Regions from separate parts of the Arachis hypogaea genome. Here regions 2 and 3 are each linked to region 1. Evidence: chromatin contacts called from public Hi-C data. All regions are on one chromosome and are shown on one strand. The core of a region is the stretch at or near the end of the contact, and the rest is flanking DNA. Distances in the headings are between cores, read along the strand shown.

Region 1 (3,953 bases), core at 450-2,949:
TGACTAACAATCACATAAGTATTTCCATTATAAAATGTAGACTTAAATTCACCATCAAACTATTTTGTTAATCAGCTGTCATCTTTTGAACATCATAGACCAATTTCATTCTTTTGAAACAATATCTCTTAAAAATATAATCTTTCGAATGCTATTTTATGTGTTTTATTAAAATTAAAATCATATTTTTTATATTTTAGTAATAATTATTTTTTAAATTAAAAAATATTGTTATATAATAAAAAATATTCTTTAGATTTTATCAAAATTTTAAAAATGCTGTTATTACTATAGTAACCATAGTATAAATACTATAGTATGCATTTTAAGATTAGACATGTATATTAAAATAGTCTTTAAAATTTTAATTACACTATTAAGATTACTGAAATTGAATTCATATCATAGAGAATATAGTAGTGTCTATGTTAGGGATGGCAAAACTTTCCGGGATGCGGGGATCCCTGCGGGGACTGTCTTGAATGGGGATTCGACTGTGGAGAAATTTTTTCTGCGGAGATGGAGACGGGGGACAAAATTTCTCCGAGGCAGGCGCAGGAATCCGAGCGGGATCCCTGCCCTGTCCCCGCTAATCCCCAAAATTCATAAATTTATTGAATTGTCCTTAATAGTTGATTATCCTAATCCTCATTTGCATAACCCTTCTTCAATTCAAAGATCCCTAATGCTGTCCATACTCCATCCAACCTCTCTGCAGCCACCCTCTCGCTACTCTCCCTTCTCACCGCATCATCACACCTCACCGTGCTATCACCCTCACTGCATCGTGCTCTCTATTTGCGGTGTTCCTTTTCGTAACTCTACCGTCGTGTCCATTCTCCTCTCTGTTCCCGCATCTCCCACCTCATCCACTGTTCTGTCCTCTAGCTCGCCATTGCGTCTGCCCACTACATCATTTCGAAAGAAGTCACCATCTTGTCGTTTAGATTTTTTGTATAAAATCTTGCTGTTTTTGTATAGGATGGATACTTGCAACTCTATTCATATGAAAATTAATAATTAGTTAGAATTATCAGATAAATGAAAAATGGGGTCCCCGTGGAGAATGGGGCTCTGTGAAAAATGAAGATGAAGAGCAATACTCTCTCACGGCAGAAAACGGAGACGAAAACAGGAGCTAATCTGGGGACGGGGATGGGGAGCAAGGAGGCATCCCCTGCCCCTGCCCTGCTCCATTGACATCCGTAGTTTATGTCCTTTTTTAACAGTAAATTAGCTATTAGAATAATTATCTCGCACAACTATTATCCCCATAAAGACTAATCTTTTCATCTTCATGCCCTAATTTAGTCTATATGTTCATTTATAAATGATAATCATATATTCATCAATTAATCTAAGTTGGAATCTTATTTCATACATTTTTTTAACAAGAAATTAGCAGCCAAAATAATGAAATATTACACCATAAAATAATCAACCATGGTAATATCAAAATAATAAAAAAATTATATTAGAGATATACTAAAATTAACTACAAATATAAAATACATATTAGCTATACATACATTAAAAATAAATTAAATTACTCATATATTTATACACAAATATATAAAATTAATTTTAATGACTAGTATTTTTTTATTTTATATGGTGACCACTTAATCATTAATAATTGAGTTTTAGTGTCCATATAAAATAATCCTATAATATGTAGCTATGTGCTTATGATTTTGGCATGTTACAGCCATTTGAGGTTACAACTTACAAGGAAACAAAACAGATAACAAACCTAATCATTCCCATAATTTTGGACATCCTTCTTGTGAGTTGTAACCAAGACCGGGTCTAATGCTTTTCTTGTTCCGATGAAACTAACCTGAAAAAACAAAAATATTGAGAAGGAAATTGAAAGCCAGCTAGAGCAATGTATATACATCAATAGAATAACAGATTTTCGTTTCGTCGTTCTTTTCTTCCCTTTTCCCCATAAGTTTTCCTTTTGGAGATCATGCCATTTGGTTCTTTTTATCCATTTTTTTTAGATTAGAGAATTTATTAAAAAAAAAAAAAACCATTCCCTTGCAGCCTTTCCAGGAGGAGGTTCTTTAGAAATTAGAATTATCTGCTGGAAATATTATTGGGCTTATAATCCTTAGCCATAAGGGTTCATTTCGATCTCTGAATTACTTTTGCATTCCAAGTGGTTGTTGTAATGTCTGAATTTGAAATGTTTCCCATTTCACTAGATTTATCAGGACAAGTTCACATCACATAGAATTTTCATTACTCTTGTTAAAAACACTAATGATCATCCATTATCATCCTCAATAGCCAAATCTGTATAGAAAAACATAAGTCTTAGAACACATTCAAGGAAAATTAGTGAGGGAAAAACAAAATGAGAGACACTTCACCAGAAAGCAGAGGTTGTGGTTTGCTATCATCATTGCTTCGCAGGCGCGGCTCATCTAGGAGCAAAACTGAAAGATATTCTGGTAATGATGATGCTCATAATCATGGGAAGCAACCATCAAAAACCAAAGATTCGAAACGGCCACAGAGTGATGTCTCTGATGATGCCCGAAGATCTGCTTCTTCTGCATCAAGCAATTCCAACACTCCCCAGAGCCAAAAGCATGTAGTTGTAAGTGTAAACCAAAACCACCAAAGAAAACAACAACAACATGATGAGGCAGCAGCAGCATCAATGGCAGTGTGTTCGTCATCTAGGTCGTCGAAGGTGTCACCTGTACAAGGATATGTCAATCAGGGAAGAAAGGTTCCAAAAGATGCCGTTGGAATATCCGGTGAGCTTGATAGCATGTTAAACGATTACCAGAAGCCGAAGGGAAGCAACAAGCTTGTTCGAGCTTCTAGCAATGTGATGATATATGGTAACTTAGGTAACCTTGGACAAGGAGGAGGAGGAACAAATTATCCTAGTTCAAACATTCCAATGGATAAAGTGGAAAATGGTGGTGGTAGTAACAATAATAGGAATAAAAAGGTTACTAGGAATAGTAAAGAAGAATCAGGTTCACTTTGTAGGGCTGTGTCTACTAGAATGGACCCTGAACAGTTGAAGATAATGGGGAATGAGGATTATAAGAATGGGAACTTTGCTGAGGCATTGGCTCTGTATGATGCAGCAATTGCAATTGATCCTAATAAGGCTGCTTATAGAAGCAATAAAAGTGCAGCATTAACAGCTCTTGGAAGGCTTTTGGAGGCTGTGTTTGAATGTAGAGAAGCCATTCGAATTGATCAGCATTACCAAAGAGCTCATCAACGATTGGGAAACTTGTACTTTAGGTAAGTATCCATGCAGCACTTTCCTTTCAGTAGAAAAAAGATTATGTTTCTCAATATACATCTTCCAACATGCATCTCTAATTATTTTCCTTGTATATATGAGAGAGATTCTTAGGTATTTATAGAATAAGAGAAATTTCTTATTCTACTTCATTCTCTTTTTGTTGCTTCAATAAAAATTGATAATTAAGGTGATAACAATAACCTATAAGAGATTTTTCAGCATCTCCCGCGATCTCATTGTCTCTTGTATTTCATTTACATACAATTTTAATGTATTGCTAATATTGAAAAATGGTAAAAGGGTAGTTCTTCCATTTCAAATTAACTGTCAATTTAGACAAAGTAGCACATAAGAAAATCAATGTATCAGGACAATTTACATAGCAACAGCAGTTTCTGGCTTAGAGCAATAAGAATGTCTTTTACTTGTTATTCATAGTCTCATTGACTTTCTTTCAGACTAGGAGACCCAGAAAAGGCATTGTATCATTATAAACAAGCAGGACCAGAGGCTGATCCTGATGAGATTGCTAAAGTGAAGATTCTTCAGGTTCATCTAAACAAGTGCACAGAGGCTCGCAGGGTGGGAGATTGCAACACACTGATCACTGAAACCAACAAGGTTATATCATCTGGTGCAGATTCTGCTCAACAGGTGAGTAGTTTTAAATTTT
Region 2 (3,953 bases), core at 592-3,091, 250 kb after region 1:
GATATAAAAAGTAGGGACTGGTTGGATCTAGAGCTGGACTCGTTGCTGGCTTAGATTAATTTTTCTGCATTATGTTGAATTGATTCATGAAATTCACCAAAGCTTGAATATCTACTGAAGAGAGGGAAAACGAGTTGTTGTCCATGATTTTGAATCTTCAATATTCTAGATTCATTTAAGGCTCTTTCTCCCAATCCGTTCTTACATTTTTCTACTTCTCTTCCATGCTCACCGCATCATGAGAAAATTGTGAGTTCAAAGAGTAGAAAAATAGAATAGATCAAACATGTGAGGAGAAAAAGAGCTAAAAAGAGAAGAGTGTAGTTCTCTTACTAGCTTCACAAATCAGACTTACAAGAACAATCCTCAAGTTTCTAATCTCATTTTCTAAGCTTATATACTAACTAATTTAACACATTTTCCAACTAAAAATAATTTTCTAATAACTAATTCAATTATCACTAACTGCCTCATAACTAACTCTCAAGTCAAAACTTACTAGAAATATAACATCTAATAACTAACTGCCTATACTATTACTGTTGTGTGATTCATACTTCATGTAATACGAATATCTGAGAAGATCCGAGTATCCAACGGATACGAGATCTCCATTACCCATCGCGAAAATATGGCACGGCCGAGAAGAGTTTTTAAAAACTAAGGACAAAGACATGTCCCCACTCTATGAGGATCTGTTGCCATCTCTACCCCTACTCGCCCCATGTTTTTTAATTTGATTTATATTTGAATGATTTTCAAGGTTTTATAAATTTTAAAAATTGTTTTATGTTGAATTTTAAAGATTATTGGGGGTGAGTAGGAACTGAATTTTAAAGATACCTGGTTTTGTCAACGGGCTTTGAGGACGTCGGACTAGAGGTTGCAGTAGTCACGGCGAAACCAGCGTCTGGGCGGCGGGCATCCGCAGTGAGGAGTGACGAAGGTTGCGTTAAAGAGAAGTGGCGTCTTTGGGTCGAGGAAGAAGTAGGGGTGGCAACATGCACCTTACCCACGGGTACCCAACCTGACCCAACTCAGTCGGGTAGGGTGCGGGTAGGATTTGGGTAGGACCCCTATTTGCACCCTATACATTTATATATTATATACTTATAGAAAAATATGTTTCAAGTGGATGTTAAACCAAAAACCTCTCACTAAATGGAAAAAATCCTTAGTCACTAAGAGAATATCACTAATTTATAATTTAATACGTTTTTATTTACATAAAAGTCAGTTCTATTTTAAATTATCATTAAGATATATAATAATATTGTATCTTTTTGGTAACCCGCGGATAGGGTTAGGGTTAGGATATTCTCAACCCGCGTATAAGATATGGTTGAGTTTATATAAAAATTTCAACTTGTGGGTAGGGTTAAGGTTGTATCCAAACCCTACCCTACCCTACCCATTACCACCCTTAGGAAGAAGGGAGTTTCGCTGTAGAGCATTTCGGGTTGGTGGGTCTCAAAGTTCTTTCTGGGTTGGGCTGGTCTGTCAGCCTTGACCCAAAACCCAAAAAGAAAAATGCTCAATCCAAAAATATAAGAAAGAAAGAAAAAATTTATGCAATCTCACAAAGAAACACCAATCATCCATTACCAAGACACACAATACCATCTCCGTCCGCAGTGTTGCAGCAGCCACCACTGCGATCCCAGGCGCACCACCGCCTTTAAGCTTGTGCCACCAAGGTTGGACCGAGACGTATGAACTTATTTTTAAATTTCTATATTTTTATTTACTGTCAATGTTCTAAAACCAAACCGGACCGACCGATCAGACCAGTTCAATTGCGAACCGACAATATTAATGGTCTGGTCAGGCATGTAAAACCATTGAACCGGTCGAGAACTGGCCGGTGGACCGAAGTGGAACCCGGCCGGTTTACACAAACACGGAAGCTCCTTCGTTTCTGTCTCCCTCTCTCCCTTTCTTTCTTTCATTCAGAAAGAAATCACACAAACCCAGCCAAAAAACCCTATCACTGTAAGCCTACACCACCGCCGCAAGGAGTGGCATACTGCCGCCGTCCGTCGCATAAAAAAGGTCGCCATCCGTCCGTCTATCTAGCTTCCCTCGTGCTCCAAGTCTTCAACCCCTGTTCGCTGTCACCGATCGCGGCTGCTTCCTCGAGCTCGGCGTCCGTCGTCTTTGTCTGCTCAGCCGCGCTTCCGTCGCCGATTGTTTGCCGTTCACGTTCGCTTGGCGTTCACCGTTCGCGTTTACTCGCCGTTCACCGTTCGAGTTCGCATTTGCGTTCGTCTGGAAGCCACGTTGCTCTGCTTCAAACTCTGCGACCAAGCCGCGCGCTCCACCTAGCCGTCGAACTGCTCTCTTTTGTCGCCGCCGTGAGTTCCCTAAACCCGCCACCAGACAATACACTCACACAACACCAATACTCTAATTCAAACTCTGCAATTTCTGATTTCTATTACAATAAGTAACTATTTGATTTGGTAGTGGTTTGGATTTTTTCATTGACTGAATTGAAGTTACAATAGTTATGTTCTCTTCTCTATCACATTGATTTTAAGCTTTGAATTCTCTTATTTCGTTTTAATTTTACCGCACTCAACATGTTTGATGAAATGCTTTAACCATATTTCTGGTTGGTTTTATAATTTCTAGCTTTTAGAAACTTAGAAAGTTGATTGCATGTGAAATTAGAATAATTGGATCTTAGTAATTAGGAAATTTTAGCTGCACAAATAGCATCTTTGCAGAAAACATATTAGCATGATGATTCCACTTGCATTAGTGTTCTTCTGGTAAATTTTAACTGTTATTGTAAACTTGTTAATTTGCTAATTGTTCTTGGGTTGTTGTGCTGTTGTTCTTTTGTTAATTTTAATTTTTTTTTTGTTTTTGTTGTGATTTTCTGTTCTTGAACTTCTTAAGTTGATAATTTGCTAAATTGTTGGGCTGCTGTTGTTTTAATTTGCTAAATTGTTAGGTTGCTGCGATTTAATTTGTTGAATTTTCTATTTAGGTCTTGTTCTTGTTTATTTGCTAAATTGTTGTTGTGTATTTATTGTTGTCTTTGAGATTATTGCTGGATGTTGGTGATCATTGATTTATTATATGCTTCATGTTTTCATTGTTTTCTTCTTCTAAAGGGAAAAAAAATTCTGTTTTCATTGTTTTGTTGATTGTTTGTTCTGTTTCAGAAATCAATTTTTTGTGATCAATGCTCAAACTCTGAATGTTGTTCTGCAATTTTTGTTTTGTTTCAGAAATCAATTTTTTGTGATCAATGCTCAAGCTCTGAATCTTGTTCTGTTTTGTTTTAAGGCTGTGGTTGGAAGCGTTGATGATTTCTGAGTGTTGTTTTGTTTTTGTTTTAAGGCTGTGTGTTGTGTTCAATTTTCATTTTGTAGGAAATTCTTTGAGGTATATAAGAATTCAGAAGGAAGACTAATTCAACGGTATTACTTTGTTGATTCTGGTTTGCTACAAGCTTGAACTTAGAATTGAAAAGAGAAACCCTTTATTATTTCATCATTGGCCTATTTTTGGCATTGCATATCATTGGCCTATATTGTAGTTTGTTTATTCATAGAACTAGTTGTTTATGATCCCCTTTTGAAGTAAAAAAAATGCAGTAGAAGAGTGTTTAGAACCAGTTGCTCTATTCATTGAATTTTTATAGAATCAGGTGTTTATTACATAACGGTTTTTCCGGTTGAACCAATGAAACAGTAATTAGAGCGGTTCGATGACCAGTCCGGTTTTCAGAAACTTGTTTACTGTTTCTGTAATTTGAAGAAAATGTAAGAGGGATTCGTTTGAGCTTGAACGAGAAATAATGGATTCTCTTGAAGATTTGTTGCTTCGATGATTTATTGGATGTCACACTTCAAAATGAATCTTACTTTTTGTTGATTGTTGAATTTTGTTTGGTACATTGACAAGTTTGGATCGAAGATCTTGTGCATGCTACAAACTGA
Region 3 (3,953 bases), core at 742-3,241, 190 kb before region 1:
TCATAATTCTTGTCGGGCATCATATAATCTGCGCAACATTGTAAACCCATGAATAAAATCCATGCCAGCATAGCTCTCAAATACTTGATACTTTTACATATTATTATTTTTGTTGTCTTTAATTTTTCTCTATGTTGAAAAATTGTAACAAAGTATATATACGGAGAGACCAATGCAATTAATTTGAATTGGTCGGAATAATTAATTCATTAGTCCACTTAAATAAGTATTAATAATTTGAATCTTATCTTGTGTATGTAACAACTTATTAATTAAAAATAAATTCTTCAATGAAGTTTAGACCTGCAAAGATTAATCTTGACATGCTAAACTGGACGATATCGTTAAAAAAAAAAAAAAGAAAAAAGAAAAAGGGGAGAGGCAATGGGCAATGGCCGGTATGAGCATTATTATTTCAATGGCTGGGGTTACTGAAAATAAAGGATAGTGGCAGACATAGTAGGGTTCATGAAAATCACCCCTGACCCACTTACTCATTATATAAGATAGTGTGAGAAAACTAGGGATGACAATGCATATATAGTAGTAATGAAGTAACAACAACAACTACCACAACTAATCTCCTTGATTTGAGATGCATGACTTTTTCATAATATCAATCATTTCGGAATTATTAACTTTTTTAATAATCTTTTGATTAATGCAACTACTTGATATGGTTTTTTTTTTTTTTTTTTTTTTTTTTTATAACTAAGAGATGATGTATTAGATTCAAGAGACAAATACAAATAGTTACTACTTTTTTCTTTATTATTAATTTCAATGCAAACTTTATTTATAAATTATAAGTCTATACTTTATAATAAAGAAAATGCTAGATCAACAATTACATCAGCATTTATTTTAAGAACGTATGTATAGACATAAAATAGATGTGTATTCTCTCTCTCTCTCTCTCTCTCTCTCTCTCTCTCTCTCTCTCTCTCTCTCTCTCTCTCTCTCTCTCTCTCTCTTCAAATTCACTACTTTTGGACACCCAATAGTATTCCTTTTCAAAAGTCGTTTGTGGTCTGATTTATGTTAACTCACTATTGGTTATAAATACTATTTTAACTGATAATTTCTTTAATTTTTTTATTCATCAAATACATTATTTCGTAAACAAATAATTAGCATTAATGTGATGGATGAATATAGATAATTCCAAACAAGTATACATACACCGTATTTTTCCCAAGGCTTTTCTAGGCAACAACTAATAGCTTAGCACATTTCACAGGAGAATACTATTTTTTGTATATATTTTAATATTTATTTTGTACATTTTTTATATTATAAATTATAAAAGATAAACTTTTATTTTTGTCTAACTTTTTATCAATCATTTTATTACCAAAAATAAAAAATACGAAAAATATACAAAACTATAACATTTCTCTTTTTAAAATATAATCGTATGCACACACGTATATATTATGACTTTGATCAAGCGAGATAGATAGTGACGAAGGTATTTAATTTGATCAGTAAAAAAAAAAACGAGAAGAGAAGATATGAATGAAAAACAGGATTGTATTGACAGTGAGTACAAAGAAAACCTTACATGAGTTACAATTTACAAGATAGAAGCTATTATAGAACAAATGAATAATATTAATTAACTTATTATTGAATTAGAGAAGAAATTACTAACATACTCAACTGTTTTATTAAAGATATAACCATTCGTCTATCAGTTTAAACTTTTGAGATGAGTGATTTCATGACATATATTAATACTATTATTAACAAATTCAGGATATAATTAATTATTATTATTACACTTCACATGTAATATAGAGTTATACACTAATGGACTCTTATGTCTAAACCAAAAAAAGATTTGTATATAGGTACTAATATAAATGAAAGAATCAAGAAGCCGCAAATTAAGGTAGATTACCCATTTGCCAAACACATGAAGTAGTAGACAACACGTGTATATTATATTGATGCAAATTTTTTGAGTGTCTGTGTTTCCTCTATTCACTAAAATCATATTACCGTAAGATAATGATTAAAGAAGAGATCTCATGGTGGTTCTTTCTTCTATATATATAAGTGCCAAAAAAGAAAAAAGAAAAAAACTAAAAGAAAAGTGTTTGCCTCCCGTTGACTTTTGTGACTAAAAAAGAGCAATTGGCAATTTCCATGAGTAAAAACTAGTTGCTGGGGTCATGCATCTTATTACTTTAACTTATATCCATCAACATACAGAGGAAAAGTTTCTAAAAACAAACATGTCTACTGTGCATAAATTCGATCTATCAATTGAACTTTAGGGCTGGAATGGATGTATACGATATATATGCTACCTGTCTTTCAAAAATCACAAAAAGAAAACAAATAAAATTGGTATACGTGCATACATACATACATACATTAATACATATATAATGCTCTATGTATAATAAAAATCATTCTTAAATTATATATATAATTTTTTAATTAAATAATTAACCACCAAAATAATTGAATATATCATATAGTAGAATAATTAAAATTGTAAAGAATAAATAATTAAATCTATTTATAGTAGCATATATTCTTTATGAGATATCACTAGTGATTGAATTATGATTATTTTCTTATATATACACATAACATAATAAAGAGTATTTTATTAAACTCTTTAATTTTTTAATTAATTCTTAAATTAAATTCCTTAATTGATGTGTAAGTAACAGTAACAAATATTATGAAATCGATAAAGTATCACCTAATAACTAATAAGTGCAACGGAGGTCAATGATGGTCAGAATAAGAATTTGCATTTTGCAAATAGGAAAAGTATAGGTACCAACATATTATCTGCCAACTTCTGCCAACTCTTATTTATAATTGTGTTTGATGGAAGTGTGTTCGTAGATGTGTCTAATAATTAATATATTTTAAATATATATATAAAGAGACACATCCATAAAATATATTTATAAAGACACTTCTATTAAACACAGCTATAAAAAAGATATTTTTATTAGATACATCCACGAATATACTTCCATGAAACACAATTATAAATAAGAGTTGGCAGAAGTTGGCAGATATACTGTTGGTAACGTAGCGAAACCGTTGCAAATAATGTCTCTCAAATCTCAATACTCACACTTTTCTTTTAACCGCTTTAGTTTTTAGTAAAACAAGTTTGTGAAACTTTCTCTAAATTGCACGTTGTGGCATTATTATTGATGTATAAATTTTTGTACACAAGAGAATATAATCTCTTTAAAACGATTTGCGTGTATATACTCATAATATATTTTTTTTCCATATAGGTTTGTCATTTTCTGGCATCAGGTACTTGAATCGATGCTTTTTCTCTGTAGAGGGAATGGATACAAGCAAAGAGAGAAAAAGAAAATTAATAGTGCAGCCTTTTTGGCGAGGATGCCAAAAGCTGTTCATCTTTTTGAGTTTTGGCTCAAAATTGTAGGGCAGTGTGTCTTTGAGAGCTTTTCTGAGAGGAGAGAGAGTGAGAGAAATTAAAGAGGCCCTTTTGTTGTGAGGGATATTATATTTGTTATTTTTTTTATATATTTTTTTACTAAAATTAATTAATAAAAATGAAAAAAATAACATGTTTATTTTTTATATTATAAAATAAAAATACACAAAATATAAAAAAAAAGTGGTACAAACACAATTTTTTCCTTTCTTTTTGCACATTGCATTGTCTTTGTGGTCCGAATGAAGACAGGGAGGAAGTGTGTGGGGAGAAGAAACCATCATTACATGAAAAAAAAAGTATTAGAGAAATTCTTAAACTTTTTTTTATTAAAATAAAGTAAGTTTATTTAAATGTTTTTAGCTAATTTTTTTATTATCAAATATTTTTAATAAAATAAATTTAAATTATTTAGGCTAATTATTTTTTATTTCCTTAGCATTATTGTTTTTCTATATATGACTTTAAGATTTATATAGGGTTAGAGTAGTTAAACTTATGATAGCAG

Evidence for each region. A called contact is a pair of places that touch in the nucleus more often than the background predicts.
Region 2: a Hi-C map of leaf shows a contact between it and region 1, with 2.3 times the contacts expected there. The contact joins the promoter of LOC112784121 here to the promoter of LOC112786728 in region 1. A contact is called at or near these places in 4 of 8 Hi-C or Micro-C datasets (leaf and an unstated tissue).
Region 3: a Hi-C map of an unstated tissue shows a contact between it and region 1, with 4 times the contacts expected there. The contact joins the enhancer-like site here to the promoter of LOC112786728 in region 1. A contact is called at or near these places in 3 of 8 Hi-C or Micro-C datasets (leaf and an unstated tissue).

What each region holds. Positions count from the first base shown.
Region 1 is chr20:20,398,418-20,402,370 of arahy.Tifrunner.gnm2.J5K5, forward strand. It overlaps LOC112786728 (inactive TPR repeat-containing thioredoxin TTL3), which reads left to right and starts at 1,700. Exons shown (of 5, transcript XM_025830099.2): 1 at 1,700-3,276; 2 at 3,739-3,934. The coding sequence starts at 2,363.
Region 2 is chr20:20,652,627-20,656,579 of arahy.Tifrunner.gnm2.J5K5, forward strand. LOC112784121 reads left to right here and starts at 1,842. Exons shown (of 8, transcript XM_025827240.2): 1 at 1,842-2,354; 2 at 3,384-3,431.
Region 3 is chr20:20,208,835-20,212,787 of arahy.Tifrunner.gnm2.J5K5, forward strand. No RefSeq gene overlaps it. Among protein-coding and RNA genes, the nearest start is that of TRNAM-CAU, 12 kb to the left of the region's middle. Within about 2 kb of position 1,992, at least 2 of the 3 cell types and tissues checked have open chromatin away from gene starts, as enhancers often do.